Regions from separate parts of the Sus scrofa genome. Here all the other regions are linked to region 1. Evidence: chromatin contacts called from public HiChIP or PLAC-seq data. All regions are on one chromosome and are shown on one strand. Each heading gives the region's core, a stretch centred on a gene start, on an enhancer-like site or on the middle of the called end of the contact. The rest is flanking DNA. Distances are from core to core; before and after follow the strand shown. Region 1 overlaps SNX19 (sorting nexin-19). Region 2 has its middle 41 kb from the start of ZBTB44. Region 3 overlaps ADAMTS8 (A disintegrin and metalloproteinase with thrombospondin motifs 8).

Evidence for each region. HiChIP or PLAC-seq counts read pairs in DNA pulled down with a chosen protein or histone mark.
Region 2: an H3K27ac HiChIP or PLAC-seq map of skeletal muscle shows a contact between it and region 1. The contact joins two enhancer-like sites.
Region 3: a contact with region 1 is called in an H3K27ac HiChIP or PLAC-seq map of skeletal muscle. The contact joins two enhancer-like sites. A contact is called at or near these places in 2 of 47 Hi-C or Micro-C datasets (embryonic fibroblasts and heart right ventricle) and 1 of 2 datasets of contacts at active chromatin or transcription factors (skeletal muscle).

What each region holds. Positions count from the first base shown.
Region 1 is chr9:57,536,353-57,540,934 of Sscrofa11.1, reverse strand. The region is part of intron 8 of SNX19 (sorting nexin-19); the gene reads left to right. Among named protein-coding and RNA genes, the nearest start is that of SNX19, 20 kb to the left of the region's middle. Within about 2 kb of position 2,439, at least 18 of the 83 cell types and tissues checked have an H3K27ac peak or open chromatin away from gene starts, as enhancers often do. A contact at or near this core is called in skeletal muscle, where this site is marked.
Region 2 is chr9:57,057,743-57,062,324 of Sscrofa11.1, reverse strand. No RefSeq gene overlaps it. Among named protein-coding and RNA genes, the nearest start is that of ZBTB44, 41 kb to the right of the region's middle. Within about 2 kb of position 2,149, at least 11 of the 83 cell types and tissues checked have an H3K27ac peak or open chromatin away from gene starts, as enhancers often do. A contact at or near this core is called in skeletal muscle, where this site is marked.
Region 3 is chr9:57,100,967-57,105,548 of Sscrofa11.1, reverse strand. ADAMTS8 (A disintegrin and metalloproteinase with thrombospondin motifs 8) reads left to right here. Exons shown (of 9, transcript XM_003130083.4): 2 at 3,675-3,914. Among named protein-coding and RNA genes, the nearest start is that of ADAMTS8, 9.8 kb to the left of the region's middle. Within about 2 kb of position 2,323, at least 14 of the 83 cell types and tissues checked have an H3K27ac peak or open chromatin away from gene starts, as enhancers often do.

The sequences.
Region 1 (4,582 bases), core at 1,190-3,689:
GTTGTTAAAGGGGAAAATTCTTAATGCTTTTAGTGAATGCGAATGAAGCCAAAGTGAGTATTGTGCAAGAACAGAATGTTGTAGCTGGTTCCTTTTGGAAAACTCTCTGTACCTGTGGTCATTACCCCTGTTCATCATAGGTCCTTCCCAGTGATGATATTTTGTACTCGTTGAGTTGCCTCCTGTCCCTTCCTGTCAGAAGGTACTTATATCTAGTAAAACTTTACCCTTAAGTCCATTTTGTTTTGTATGAGCTGCAACAGAAGTAGGAACACAGCTCTTGCCATCCTCCCGGCCCTAAGCCTCTACAAACCAGAATGAAATGAGGAGCCTCATCCCTTCCTGTGCAAGGCCTTTCATTTTCCTCTCTAAATCGTCCTTCCCATCTTTTTAACCATATACTTGGCCCTCTTCTCAGATACCTTGTGCTGGGTTCACGTTGTTCTTGAAGCTTCCCAAGATAGCATCCAGGAGTCGTGGCTATCTGAAGGAGTCCCAGTGCCCCTCCAGAGGCTGAGAGGATCTGTGGTGGCCCACACTCTCATACCAGCAAGTGCCCTTGTATGAGGTTCCCACGAAACAATCGGGCTTGGTTCAGGGTTCACGGTGTAGACATCAATGATCTTATCCTCTTCAGGGTTTATCATCCAGCAGGTATTTGTTGAGAGTTTCCTTGGTGTAGACCCTGTGCTAAACACAACAAGCCGATTATTTAATCCCTTCAAAAGCCCTATGAAAGGGGTATTAGGATCCCCATTTCAAAGATGAGGAAACTAAGACTTACCAAGAATTGTGGTCATTGAGTCAGGGTCACAGAGCTAAGAAGTGTACCACAGACACAGTTCGAACCCAGGTTTATCTGATGTTAGCTGTGGAGATGGTCTCTTGGGATCAGACTTTTGCCCCAATTTGAAAGGATGAAAGCCAGCCCCCCCAAATCTTTGACCCAGAGCGGTAAAATTCCCCAAGAGGAAAGTTATCAGTCAGTGTGTAAAATGAAAACTACATTTCCATATATGCACACTCACGCAAAACTCAGAGTGCCCTGCAGCATCCTGAAGTCAGCCCATGTTACTTGCTCCCTGGACAGCTTGCATTTTTTATTTTTAAAAAGAGGTTCATGCAGTGCCGCATTCTTTGGCTTTGTTTGCTTCGGTAAGCAAAGAAGCTGGAATGTGATCTCTCCCCAAAGCTGCAGCGCCTCTCCCTCCACCTGTCAGCTACCCCCAGAGAGGTGGGGCTGGACCCAGCCGGTCAGGGTTGGCCTTTCTGAGACTGTCCCCATGGCTGCTGCCCGGGAGGCAGTCTGTTTGTTCTCTCTCGGAAACCACAGGTGCTGAGCTGTATCCCTTTGCAGAGCACCTGGGTTCTCTTGCCTTAAGTTCTGCACTTTAAAGGGAAGGAGAGTTGGTGCTGATGCCCCAGGTAGCCACTGCCACTACTCTGGTTATCTTGAACCCACTACAGTGGGCATTGGGGATGGTCCAGCCCTGTAGATTTAGAGGCATCCCCTTTTTAAAATGTCAGCATTTTCCATCCTCCAGTGTTATCATCCAAGAAGATAAGTTAATTCCTCTTGCTTCCAGCTTTGTCTGTTCTCCTTGCTCCCTTAAATGACCTATACACATAACTGCCTGGGGTGCCAGGGACCACACGGGGGCGTGCACTGTCTCACTTCTTCCCTCTTGATATGCACCATCTCTCTCCCTCCCCCCTCGGCCCCCCTCCCTCTCTATCTCTGGCCTGCAAGGGAAAAAAAAGAGCGAGAGTAAATTCAACCTCATGACCCCTCCTTGTAAGCCAAGGTTGGAAGAGTTCTGATCTGAGCCAGGCTACATAAATCTGCGTTGATTGTTGATGGCGTGGAGAGTGGGGGAAGGGGGCCCAAAGAGAAGTTAGATGCCCAAAAAAGGCATTGTTAAGTCAAAGGGAAGCTTTGCACGCATGCGCGCCTGACCTCATGTGTCAGCTTCTTTGCTGGGAACATCCAAGGAGTCCAAGGAGCACTCCTTACTTGGACTTAGAGTCAAAGGGCGGGGAGAGGAGTGGGGGGAGCAGTCTAAGCCAAGGCGTGCGTCCAGCTTATGAGACCGCTCGTGTCCGAAAACAGGAGAGACTGACAGTACCCCTGCAGGCATCAGAATCAGGTTTAGGAACTTGGACACGTACCCAGACCTTGACTGGGTCAAGGGAAAGAGGATAGATGTACTGTGCTCCATTGATGGTAGAAGGTTTGGGGCAGGAAGATCCAGCCAAGGTAAGAGGTAAGACTATTATGGAGTCCTGATGTAGAGTGAAGGAATGAGAAGCAGCTGGCCCGGTTCCCTGCCTGGATGCCCAGAGCAAAGCCACGATAAAAATATGAGCCAGGCTAGCAGTAGAGTACACGAATGCCACGTCCCGTGGCTCTGCCCTCCCCACGGCCCCGAGGATGGCATCAGACTCTGTGTCAAAAGGGCAGCAGACACATTCCTGGCATCTGCGTCAGGATTTCTCAAAGAGTGAGTGCGAGTGAGTGAGTGAGTTTGTGTGTGTGTGTGTGTGTGTGTGTGTGTGGAGGGCACACGGGAATGGAGTAGCATGGCAAGAGAGTTGGGAAAAAGAAAGTTCTGTGATCTGTGGGCAAAGGAGAGTAGAAAAGTACGTGAAGTCAGGACGTAGAGAGAAGGAAAAAAGAATGTGTGAGCTTAAGTTGTAGAGCAAGCCCTGGGTCCAGGAAGAAATGAAACAGCCAGCTCTGGACCTGGTGCCAGGCCACAGAATCATTTTCTTAGAAAAGAGGTCTCTACAAACCATCTCTCCAGAAAGGTCAGGAGAAGGTTTATGGACAGAGTGCGGGACCACTCAGGAGTGCCGCGCTGGCAGTCTTCTGCCTTCTGCTGTTCTCTTAGGTCACTCCAGAATCGTGGGTGTTCTCTGAGTGGAATCCGTTCAGGGGCCTCTCTCTCGGTGGACACGTCTAAGCAGCAGATAGATAAAAGGGTCTCTCTGACATTGGTTGTGTCTTACAGGAGGCTCCAGGCCCACCACCAAAAAGATGCATGAGCAATTGGAACAGAAAGGGAACTGACATTTATTAACTACTAACTGTACCAAGTAAGCAGCTATATACTTGATACATTAAGGTGCAGATCAATTCTATGAGACAGACATATGTTTTTATAAGTGAGGAAAGTGATATTTAGGTTAAATAACCTTCCCAGAATCATAGAGGTAGGGAATGCCACCCCCACGAGTGCCCTGACGTCATCCTGGCCCCAAAGCCCACGCCCTTTCTACCCTCCATCCTGACTCCCCACTGCTGGCCTTCCTCGCAAAGCAGTGCCACTAGAATGGGCTTCACCTGAAAGTCCCGGGGTCTTAGTTCCATCTAATCTCTCTTTTCATCTAGCTGGCCTCAGAGGCACACGCTTTTGATGATAGCATCTAAATTCATTTCCATTTGTTTTTTATTCTTAAGGCACTCCTGGATTAGAAATTATACAGTCTGTTTTGGTATCTGTATTCTACATCCCATTCCCAATCAGAAAAAGATTATCCAAGTTAAGAGTCAGAGTTTCTCAGGAAGCACAGATTATGGCTTTTTTCCTTTGCTCCATAAATTTTCTTTCAGTTCAGCTCTGGTGCCTTATAGTATCTTATACCTGGTCTCTTTCAATGCACAGCTTCTGTAGAAAAATGCATACTTTTGCAAGAGCCCAAGATACAAAATTACCTCAAACTAATTATCCAATTATCTCCAATTATCTCCTGCCCCTCTGATTCTCAACCCAGGCTCATCTGAAGGAGTGAAATCTGTGTTCCGCTGCAGATTGTATCATGCTCATGTTGTATCATTTTTCCTTGAGGAAGAGGAATGCTACTTGTCCCATGACTCTTCCACTAGACCTTGAAAAGAGGAAGCTCTTGACTTCCACAGACTGGGCCAGGATGGGCCCCAACAGTCTCCAGCTAGATGAGTGGCCTGGCTGTTCTATTTCTTAGGTGTTTCTTATTCTGCACCCACCTTAGGATAAAGACATCTTGCCTTCTCTGTCATGTACGGACAGCTTCTACATGAATGCATCTTTGAGGCTGTAACAGGTTGGCGGTAGCTCCCTGGCTATGTGCCTGTGCATGTGTGTTTTTGCACTTCTGAGTGTGGTGCATGCTCTTCCATTCTCATACACTCAAACAAAGGTAACAGAGTTGGTAGCAGGTAAGAAAAAAAACAGGAGTTCTTGTGGCTCAGTGCTAATAAACCCGACTAGTATCCATGAAGATAATGGGTTTGAACCCTGGCCTTGCTCAGTGGGTTAAAGGATCCAGTGTTACCACTGAGCTGTGGTGTAGGTCGCAGACGTGGCTCAGATCCAGCGTTGCTGGGGCTGTGGAGGAGGCCAGCAGCTGTAGCTCTGATTCGACCCCTACCTGGGAACTTCCATATGCTGCAGGTGCAGCCCAAAAGAAAAAAACAGAATACCATGACATTTAAAACCTTTTTTCCAGGTCAAATTATTGGTATCTCTTGCCTATCTGTAACACAAAGAGGACCCTAAGACAGTTTTTGAGGACGGTTTCAGACAGTAAGCATAGTGAGGGC
Region 2 (4,582 bases), core at 900-3,399, 480 kb after region 1:
ACCAGTGCACTAGTGAGTGGCTATAACCAGCAGCTAAAGAAGTTCCTGTAGGGCCCCTGAGGGGAAAGGGAGAGGCAAGAGGAGGGATGACCTCGGCAGTAGTTTTTTAAGCTGTGGGAGGCAGCACAATATTGTGCATTTTCATTCTAGTCCAATCATAAGAATCCCTGAGCACACTTGTTAACAAAAGAGAGTCCCAGACTTATTGAATCTTGGGATGAGGTGGTGCTTGAGAACCTGTATTTTCATTGTAATAACCACTGCAGAAAGTCTTATAAATGGGCAAGTTTGGGAAACATACAAAAGGAGAATAAGCATGGACTTTGGAGTTAGGCCAGAGCTGAAAAATGACTCACTCTTTAATAGTTGTGGGCTTAGAGAGTGCCATTTAATCTCCCTATGCCTCCATGCCCTTATTTAGGAAAGGGGGTTAGTTGTACCTCCCTGGCAGGGTAGCCATAAGGATTAAATGAGAAGATACATGTAAAACATTCTGCACAATGTCCAGCATTTGGTAAATGGTCGTCTTTATTGCAGACAGGCTTCTGGGAGAAGATACGAGGCTTAAATTTCCAATCTACAAAGACAATCATTCCTGAGGTTGAGATGAAGGGATAGTGTCTGAGTTTTTCTTGTTTGTTCAGCATTCAGTCCCATTTTTCTGGTAACACTGACTATTTTTTTCCTTAGGGAATTATCACCACCTTCTAGCGCTTGTTCATGTGGTTCAGGTTGTTGGATCTGACCCAACCCTTCACTTTCAAGGCTGAGTGTGATCCAGGCCTGGCCAATCAGCATGCTCCATTCCCCTTGGCTGCCATGATTGGTTTTGAATAAGGAGCATGATCCAAGTTAGTCCAATGAAATTCAGTCTTGGGACTAGAGCTGTGAGCCTAGAGCAGAGCTGCCAGCTGCCCTCTTGCCAGAGGAGAGAGGGCCCACCTGAGAAGGCAGCAGGAGAAGAGAGAAGGGCCAGGATACGGGGACCAAGGGACCAAAGCTCATAAATATTTTTGAGCCCTGCAATCTAAATGTGCTGAAGCAATTCCATGCTGGGACTTTTCAGTTATGTGAGCCAATACATTTTTTTTTTTTTAATTAAGACAGTTTGAGTCAAATTTTCTGTTACTTGCATTCAAAAGGATGCTAACAATTAATTTTAAGGCATTTCTTCTATTTTGGTCTCCAGCTTACTGTATAATCATATAAGCCCCTTTCTTGTCTGATACATTTCCTAACTTTATTAGGAAGAAGCAAGCCCATGGCCTCAGCATTTAGACTTGATGGATAATGGAAATTGCGAAGGCATGATCCCTCTCTGGGGATTAGAACACTCAAATCCTTTCCAACTAAATGGATTCTTTTCTCTCAGGGTGGGAAGGAGCTGATATTTAGGTAGGTCTCTGTTTTTGTTCTCCAAACTCTGAGAAAGGTTGCCGTTAAAGGGCAACACAACAATTAAAAGCTGTTGGATATGAGAATGACAAGCTTGGCTGGTATGCAATACTGTGCAGCTGAGATGATTATTCTCAATTAATGGGCAAACATTACACAATTGTCTCTTTCAAGTCCAGAGTGCTAATATATAATACACAATCAGAGGGCATTGTACATCAGAATATAACTCATTAGCCAGTGCCAATTCTTTACCCCCTAGAAATAAAATAGTCCATTGTCTGTGAAAGCTGCAGTTTTGAGTCTTTTGAATTTGCAGCTATAGACCAGGTGAAGGACTTCTATTTGGGAAGAATCCAAGTGGAATTGGGAATTGAAATTCCTATTGGGAATTCATTATTACAGTAAAATCAGTGTTAGTAGAATAAGGTGTGGAGGTCGGGGAGGGAAGGTGGCCTTTGATCGCCCATGCCTCCCACCAGGAACCCCGTTCAAAGACTCTTGGCCAGTCTGGCAGGGGCAGCATCTGCCCTGTTGAGGGACATCCCAGAATGGCCATGTCCCTCTGTGACTGCCCAGTGAATGCCAAATAGACTGGGTCATTTTATTCAAACCTGGAAGATTTGGCTGCCTGGGCACATGCTCTGTGGATGAACTCACTTTTGCTTTAGTCCACATGGCTGCTGAAGCCTGAGCAGCTCAGACAGCAAGGAACAGAAGTGAGGAGAACACAGGGCAGGAGATCAGAGAAATCTGCGAAAGAGGATTGAATTACTGTTGTATCACAGGGTGTAGGAGACTCTGGGACAGACTGATGGTAGAGCCTACCCAGTTGGCAGGGAGAAGAGAACTGTCACAGGCAGCTGTGCTGAGCCAGCTGCCTTGTGTGTGCACATAGAATGCAAGCTAACTGGGAGCAGGAAATCTTAACAGTTATGGAAACCACCCAGCAGTCTATCCACCCACCTAACTGGAAAACAAAGCAGGTCTGGACTGTAAATCCCCCCAAACCAAAGTGGTATCTACAGTATTATCCATTTTCTTGTTTCACAGGGCATGTCTCCACCAGTCTTTCAAAAAACACTTATTAAGAGCTTCTAAATGTCAGGGCTGGCCATGCTAAGTGCTGGGGATGTGAAAGAAATATGTACAGTGCTTCCCTCTAAGGAGCTCAGCACTTAGTAAACAATTACAAAAAGGGGGGAAATGCAGGAGGAGCTTGGATAAAAGAGAGCACAGGTACTGTAGGAACACAGGAAACAGGCACCAGATTATTTAAGTTGTGATCTAAAGCTAAAGAATTGGTATCTTCACACATGCATGAACCACTCTTCAAACGCCACTCAACTCATATCTAATCCCATGGCCCTTAACATCTAGCTATAATTTAATGTTTTTTTCTTCTCTGTATGTTCACTGATATGTTTTCATATCTTGGATGTCTTTCTTTTTGAGTATGTTATTTACTCTAGTCGGTAGAATAAGATATTAAAAAGCCAAGGCTTTAATTTTATGGAATACTTAGCTTCATCTGGAAAGAGGACTAAGCCCCCACGACCAGAGGTTCACCTTCTCAATTTGAGTCGGAAGCCTAGCAAATGTCGTCTGTGTCCTTGTTTACTGGGGCCTGAGCAAGAGACAAAAAGGAGTTCCCTTCGTGGCTCAGTGGAAATGAATCTGACTGGCATCCATGAGGATTCAGGTTCGATCCCTGGCCTCGCTCAGTGGGTTAAGGACCTGGTGTTGCTGTGGCTGTGGTGGAGGCCAGCAGCTATAGCTCAGATTTAGCCCCTAGCCTGGGAACCTCCAATGCCATGGGTGCAGCCCTAATTTTAAAAAAGAGAGACACAAAAAGAGGTTTACTCCATTCAAACCCATCGTCATTATCAGATTCTTATGCCACTGGCAGGATGGGGTAGCCCTTAGGTAATGAAGGCATTATTATACCCATATATAATGATAAATATGTGTGTGCCTGTGCATGTGTAATGTTTTGCAATCACGCTGAGGGCAGCATTAATAGCAATTACTATGAACCTACAAGCATAATCACAGATTCTGACAAGGCATACCTTTCACGTCTGTGCTCAATGTCACCTTCTCAGTCTTCTCCTGATCACCACTAGAATGTAAAGTCACTGGGATTTTTATCTATTTTGTTCACTGTCTGCAAAAATACATTAAACAACACATTCAAAAAGAAAGATGACCAAGATGTGAAAACATATACAGAGAATATACAGCGAAGAACACAGAAGAGTTCCCGTCGTGGCACAGTGGTTAACGAATCCGACTAGGAACCATGAGGTTGCGGGTTCGGTCCCTGCCCTTCCTCAGTGGGTTAACGATCCGGCGTTGCCGTGAGCTGTGGTGTAGGTTGCAGACTCGGCTCGGATCCTGCGTTGCTGTGGCTCTGGCGTAGGCTGGCAGCTACAGCTCCGATTCAACCCCTAGCCTGGGAACCTCCATATGCCGCGGGAGCGGCCCAAGAAATAGCAACAACAACAAAAAAGACAAAAGACCAAAAAAAAAAAAAAAAAAGAACACAGACATCAAGTTTTTTCTAGACCTCAATCACTCGGGGAATATTTTTACAACATTGAGGTCATGGATATGAGCTAATGGGACAAAAGAAAACTGTGGGGTGGACATAATGGCATCTGAAGACTGGCTTAGTGACTGAGGACAATCACAAACTCTTCAGCTTTACATCACAACTTATAAGATGTGGCACTACCTTCAGGTCACAGTTCTGAAAACAGTGCCCGCCACATGATAGGTCCTCAGTAACTTTTTATTGAATGTCAAGTGCTCTTTAATGAAGCTTGCTTTTTTTTTTTCCCTCCCTTTTAGGCCACACCTGTGGCATATGGAAGTTCTCTGGCTAGGGGTCAAATTGGAGCTGCAGCTAAGGCCTATGCCACAGCCACGGCAACACCAGATCCGAGCCACATATTCAACTACGCTGCAGTTTGTGGCAACACCAGATCCTTAACCCACTGAGTGAGGCCAGGGATTGAAACCATATCCCCATGGATACTAGTCAGGTTCTTAGTCCACTGAGCCACAACAGAAAATCCTTGAATCTTTCATTTACTGTTTTTCATTTAATTTTGTAAAAGGATAGTATGTTGACATAGTCCAACATTCAAAAAAACAACATTAAAGAAAAGAAAAAACATGCATT
Region 3 (4,582 bases), core at 1,074-3,573, 440 kb after region 1:
GGGGAGGGTGAGGCGCAATGTCAGGGGCACGCTGGCTTGTTTGCATGCTTTGGGTTTCTTTGGGCTTCGCTGTGGTTTCCTTGCAGCAGCAAAAATGAGTGGCAGTCAGTGCTGTGATAAAGCAATATAGACTTTGACGAGAAGTGGAAATGAGTGACCTTGAGCAAGTTACCCATTTCTCTGCACCTAGACTTCTTCACCAGCCTGACAGGAACAGCTATATCAATGTCCCAGCATTGTCTGGAGGAGATGGTAAGATACGGAAAGCACTCGACCCAGAGGTGGCACACAGTAGGTGCTCGGCAAAGCGTAGCTAATGCTGGAGTTGCCTTGGATGATGCATTTGTCACGGTAGGAGGGCAGGGCGGTCACACGCCATCACAGCCAGCCAGCCAGCGCTGTGTCTGCTGTGCTGTCCTGTGCAGCAGAGAGCCTGCTTTCAGCTCCCTCAGCCCAGACTATGTAAGTTCAACTCCTTGTGGTTCTGGCAACTGTGTGCTTTGGAGAGGGAGCCTCGCCCCTCCGCTGCTTGCAGAACAAGGAAGGATGAAGGACAGCCATGCCAGAACCCTCTCTTTTCTCCATCTCTTCTTTCCTCTCCCTTTGCCCCCTCCCCCTCCCCAGCCATCTCAGACCACCTCCCCACCCCACCCCCGCCAAGAGATGCCAGATGGGAAACTGACAGACCGTTGCTGAGCTCAAGAGGTTGCTATGCTACTACTCTTCCTCCCCCAGGCGTGCTGCGAGGAGAGCGCTGGACCCACGGAATGAAGAGCAAATGAGCAGAGTGTAGGGATGACATTCTGAGCAGAAGGAGCTGCGGGAGATGCCTCTGGCCCAGGCCCAGCCTTCCCCAGATTCCCACTACAGTTAGCCTTGGCTGTGTGGGAGTTCCGAGGGAGGATCCTCCTTGTTTATATCTCAGAAAATCAGAGGGCTTCGCCCTAGCCTAGCTGGTGGGGTGTTTTTTCTCTCCTCCAAGTCCCAGGGTGACCAGTGAAGGAGACTCCCTGAAAAGTACCTGCATTTCCTAATAAGAATCAAGGGCAGGCGATGCCCAGGTCATTCAAGAGCAGGGCTGTGTGACCACCCCAGCCGAGCTGGCCACGGGCCCCACCCAATATCCTGGTTGTGCGAAGTTGTCTGTGGGGGGGTTCCCAACTGTAGCCCACAGCCCACACTGGGGTGGTCACAGAGAGCTGTAGATAGACACCAGGTGATGGAGCGAGACAGCTGACCTCTTGACCGGCTCCTGGGCCCGCGTCTGTGGAACTGAAAGTCGGGCCTGCCCTCCTGACCCAGGAGATGGGCTGAGAAGCTGGGCTCAGACTCAAGGCGGCCCACCTGCCCAGGCCCAGTGGCCCTTCCTCCAGGAAACTCAGATGCATGGGCACTCCTGCCACTGTTCCTCAGAGGAGCTGAGGAGCAGGGCTTCCCATCCCCCAGTGCTCAGTGGGACGAGAGAGGAGGAGAGGGGAGTCAGACCAGGACTGGGGACTTTAACAGAAAACTCTGGAAGACACAGTCCTGGCAGCTCTCTTGCAATGGAAATTATCTTCTGAGAAAGAGGCCAGATGGACCTTCAGACATCCATACATCTAACCCACTGCCTCAGAGAAAACAACTCTCAGGCTGGCTCAGTCCAACTTTACTCCATGTCTGAAGGAGATGCTTTGAGCTCCCTGAACACAAAGGAGGGGACTGAGAACCTCGGCGCTGAGGAGCACCCCGCCACGGGACGCTCCGTGCAGCAGTGTGCACCCTGAGCCTTTGGTTTCCAGTGGGGACATGCCCATTGCACCGTTTCTGCTCAGTCTGACCGATCGGGCAGCTTAGGAACCGGGCCCATCTTAAACCTTAGGTCTTTGGTTCCTTACTTTCAGTCCAAGCCCTGAGCAGCTGGCATCTCTTCTCTTCACACCTGCTGTGTAAGACATCATCTCCCCATCATCTCTCCTGGTGGAGTTGGCACTCAAAGGAAGCCCTCTGGTGAGGAGAGATGCAGATTGTCTCAGAAGAAGTTCCAAGGGCTGGCCCTGCTCCTTCCTAGGGCAGGAGACTGGGAGACTCTTCCTGCCCCACAAGAAGCAGTGGAGGAAGTAGCCCCAGCAAGCTGCCACTCCTCAGCCCTCACCCCCAATTGCATAATGATGTGATTGCTTGTGTTTCCCTTAGGAATCCAGCTCCAGGAGCGAGTGCCAAGTTTCAGCTTTGCTGATAAGGTGTTTACATCAGCCTAAACATAGCTGGAGTGCTTGACTTGCTCAGTAACCTGCCAACCCCTGTTTGTAGGGCTTACAAAATATCTGGCTTGTTGCCTGCGAGGTGAACAGACAGATCCCATTCACAAATACTGGGATTTGTCTGGAACTCCCACACATGGCCTCAGCCCATGGAATGTCCCTCTCTAGCCTTTCATCCTTCTCTTCCCTTCTTCTACTCCCACCTTCCAGACCACAGGAGGGAAGAAAGAGAGGCTCCAGGAGGTGGTGCCCTAGGGAACAGGGAGCAGGGCTGCCCACACTGCTGGCCAAAGGCCTGCAGGCCCCTGCCCCCTTTGTCTCTGGCTCTGCAAAGTCATCCAAGAGAGGACTGACGTCTCAAGGTCCCCGAGGCAGCAGAGTGAGCCCTAATCCAGCCTCCCCTCAAGCTGGGGAACAGCTGGAAGCCCAGGGGCAGAGCAGAGGCCAAACACCAAGTCAACCCCTTCAGCTGGCCTCAGTGGGATGGAAGCAGTGGGGGCCTGGGAACCTGGGTTTCACTGTGGCCCATATTTTCTCATGCCCCAGACAGGAGTTCACCCTTCAAGGCTATCCAGGCAGGAGCCAGGAGGCCAGCGCTGGAAAGCTAGTGAGAAGAACGTAGACTTGGAAACAGGCAGGCCTGGGCTGGCACCCCAGCTTTAGGAGCTGCGCCACCTGAGACAGGCTGTTTAGCTTGCGTGAAGCCCTGCTTCCTCCCTGGTGAAGTGGCGATGACAATCCCACTTCCCAGAGTTTGTGTGAGCACTCAATGAGGTGCTCACCTCAATAGGGAACTGTTGTCAGAAGTGACTGTTAAGGAAGCATTCCCATCCTGGAGAGTAGGGCTCACCCCAGCAGACATCAGGAAATTTCTAAGAGGGAAATTCTACCAACCTTGAGCACTCAGATAGTTGCTGCTGGGCCAAGAGCAGAGAGAGGGCAGGTGGCTGGCAGGGAGAGGGTGGGTGTCAAGGTTAGAAATAACCAGTGCAGTCCAGTAGAACTTTCAGTGGTGATGGAAACATTCTGTCCGCTCCATCCAACGCAGTAGCCACAAGCCCTAGGTGGCTCATGATGCGCTTGAAATGTGGCCAGTGTGGCAGGGAAATTATGATATTAATTTTATTGAATTTTAGTGGATTTAGCTATCCATGGCCACACATGGCTGGTCAGGATGTTGAATGCACAAGCTTTGGAATCAGGAGTTCTGGGTTCACACGTAGCTGCACATTCATTAGCTCTGGGATGGTGGGCCAGTCTCTTACTTGCACGGTGAAGGGAAATAATGCTGGGGCCCTGGGGGTTTTGTGAGTCTTCACCAAGATGCCGTTTACCAAGGTCAAGTGCAGAGCCGAGCACTCAGAGTGCATGACTCAGGGTGACGATAGGGCTGGAAGGTTTACTCCTCACTCTCCACTCCTCCTTCCCCAGAACCACATCCTGACGCTGATGTCCATGGCAGCCCGCATCTACAAGCACCCCAGCATCAGGAACTCCATCAACCTGATGGTGGTGAAAGTGCTGATCGTGGAGGACGAGAAGTGGGGCCCGGAGGTGTCCGACAACGGCGGGCTGACGCTGCGCAACTTCTGCAGCTGGCAGCGGCGCTTCAACCAGCCCAGTGACCGGCACCCTGAGCACTTTGACACGGCCATCCTGCTCACCAGACAGGTCCTGGCCCCCAGAAACTGGGCGGGAGGGGGGGGGAAGGCCCAGGCTGCCCAAACATAGTCCCAGCTGGACACCAGCAGCCTCATGTGGATGCCGAGGAGAAGGTCACGGGGACAAGTGTGAGGTATTTGCAAGGGAAGGAGAGGAATCTCGGAAGGGCTCTTTGCCAGAGGTTTGTGACCAGCTGTCTGCTGAGGTCATAACAAGAGGAAACGGGCTCAAACTGCCCAGTGAGGGATGTGCAGTGGGAACTAAGAAGAGGCCCATCTACGGAGGGGGTGAAACCCGGGGGGCAGGGAGCCTGGGTGTCCTCAGGACTTCTCCAAATCAGAAGGCTGCCCACCCCCCGGGGCTGGTTTAAACAGATCACTTCCTGAAGGCTAGCGAGTGTGATCCCATGTGCCCGACCCTGCTCACCCCTGAGGCAAGCACTGCGTTTTTAGCCCCACTTTTCAGCTGGGGAGACCCAGGCACAGAGCAGCCACCCTTAGACAAGCTATTTAACTTGCGTGACCCTCCACGCCCTCATCTGTGAAATGGGGATGACAATCCCTGCTTCCCAGAGTCTCTGTGAGCATTCCTGTGGTGACCTCGAAGTCAGGCCCTGGGCAGGGTCTACACCCTTAACCACGCCCAGGACAGACTTTCCAAGCCACGGGCAGCCCCAG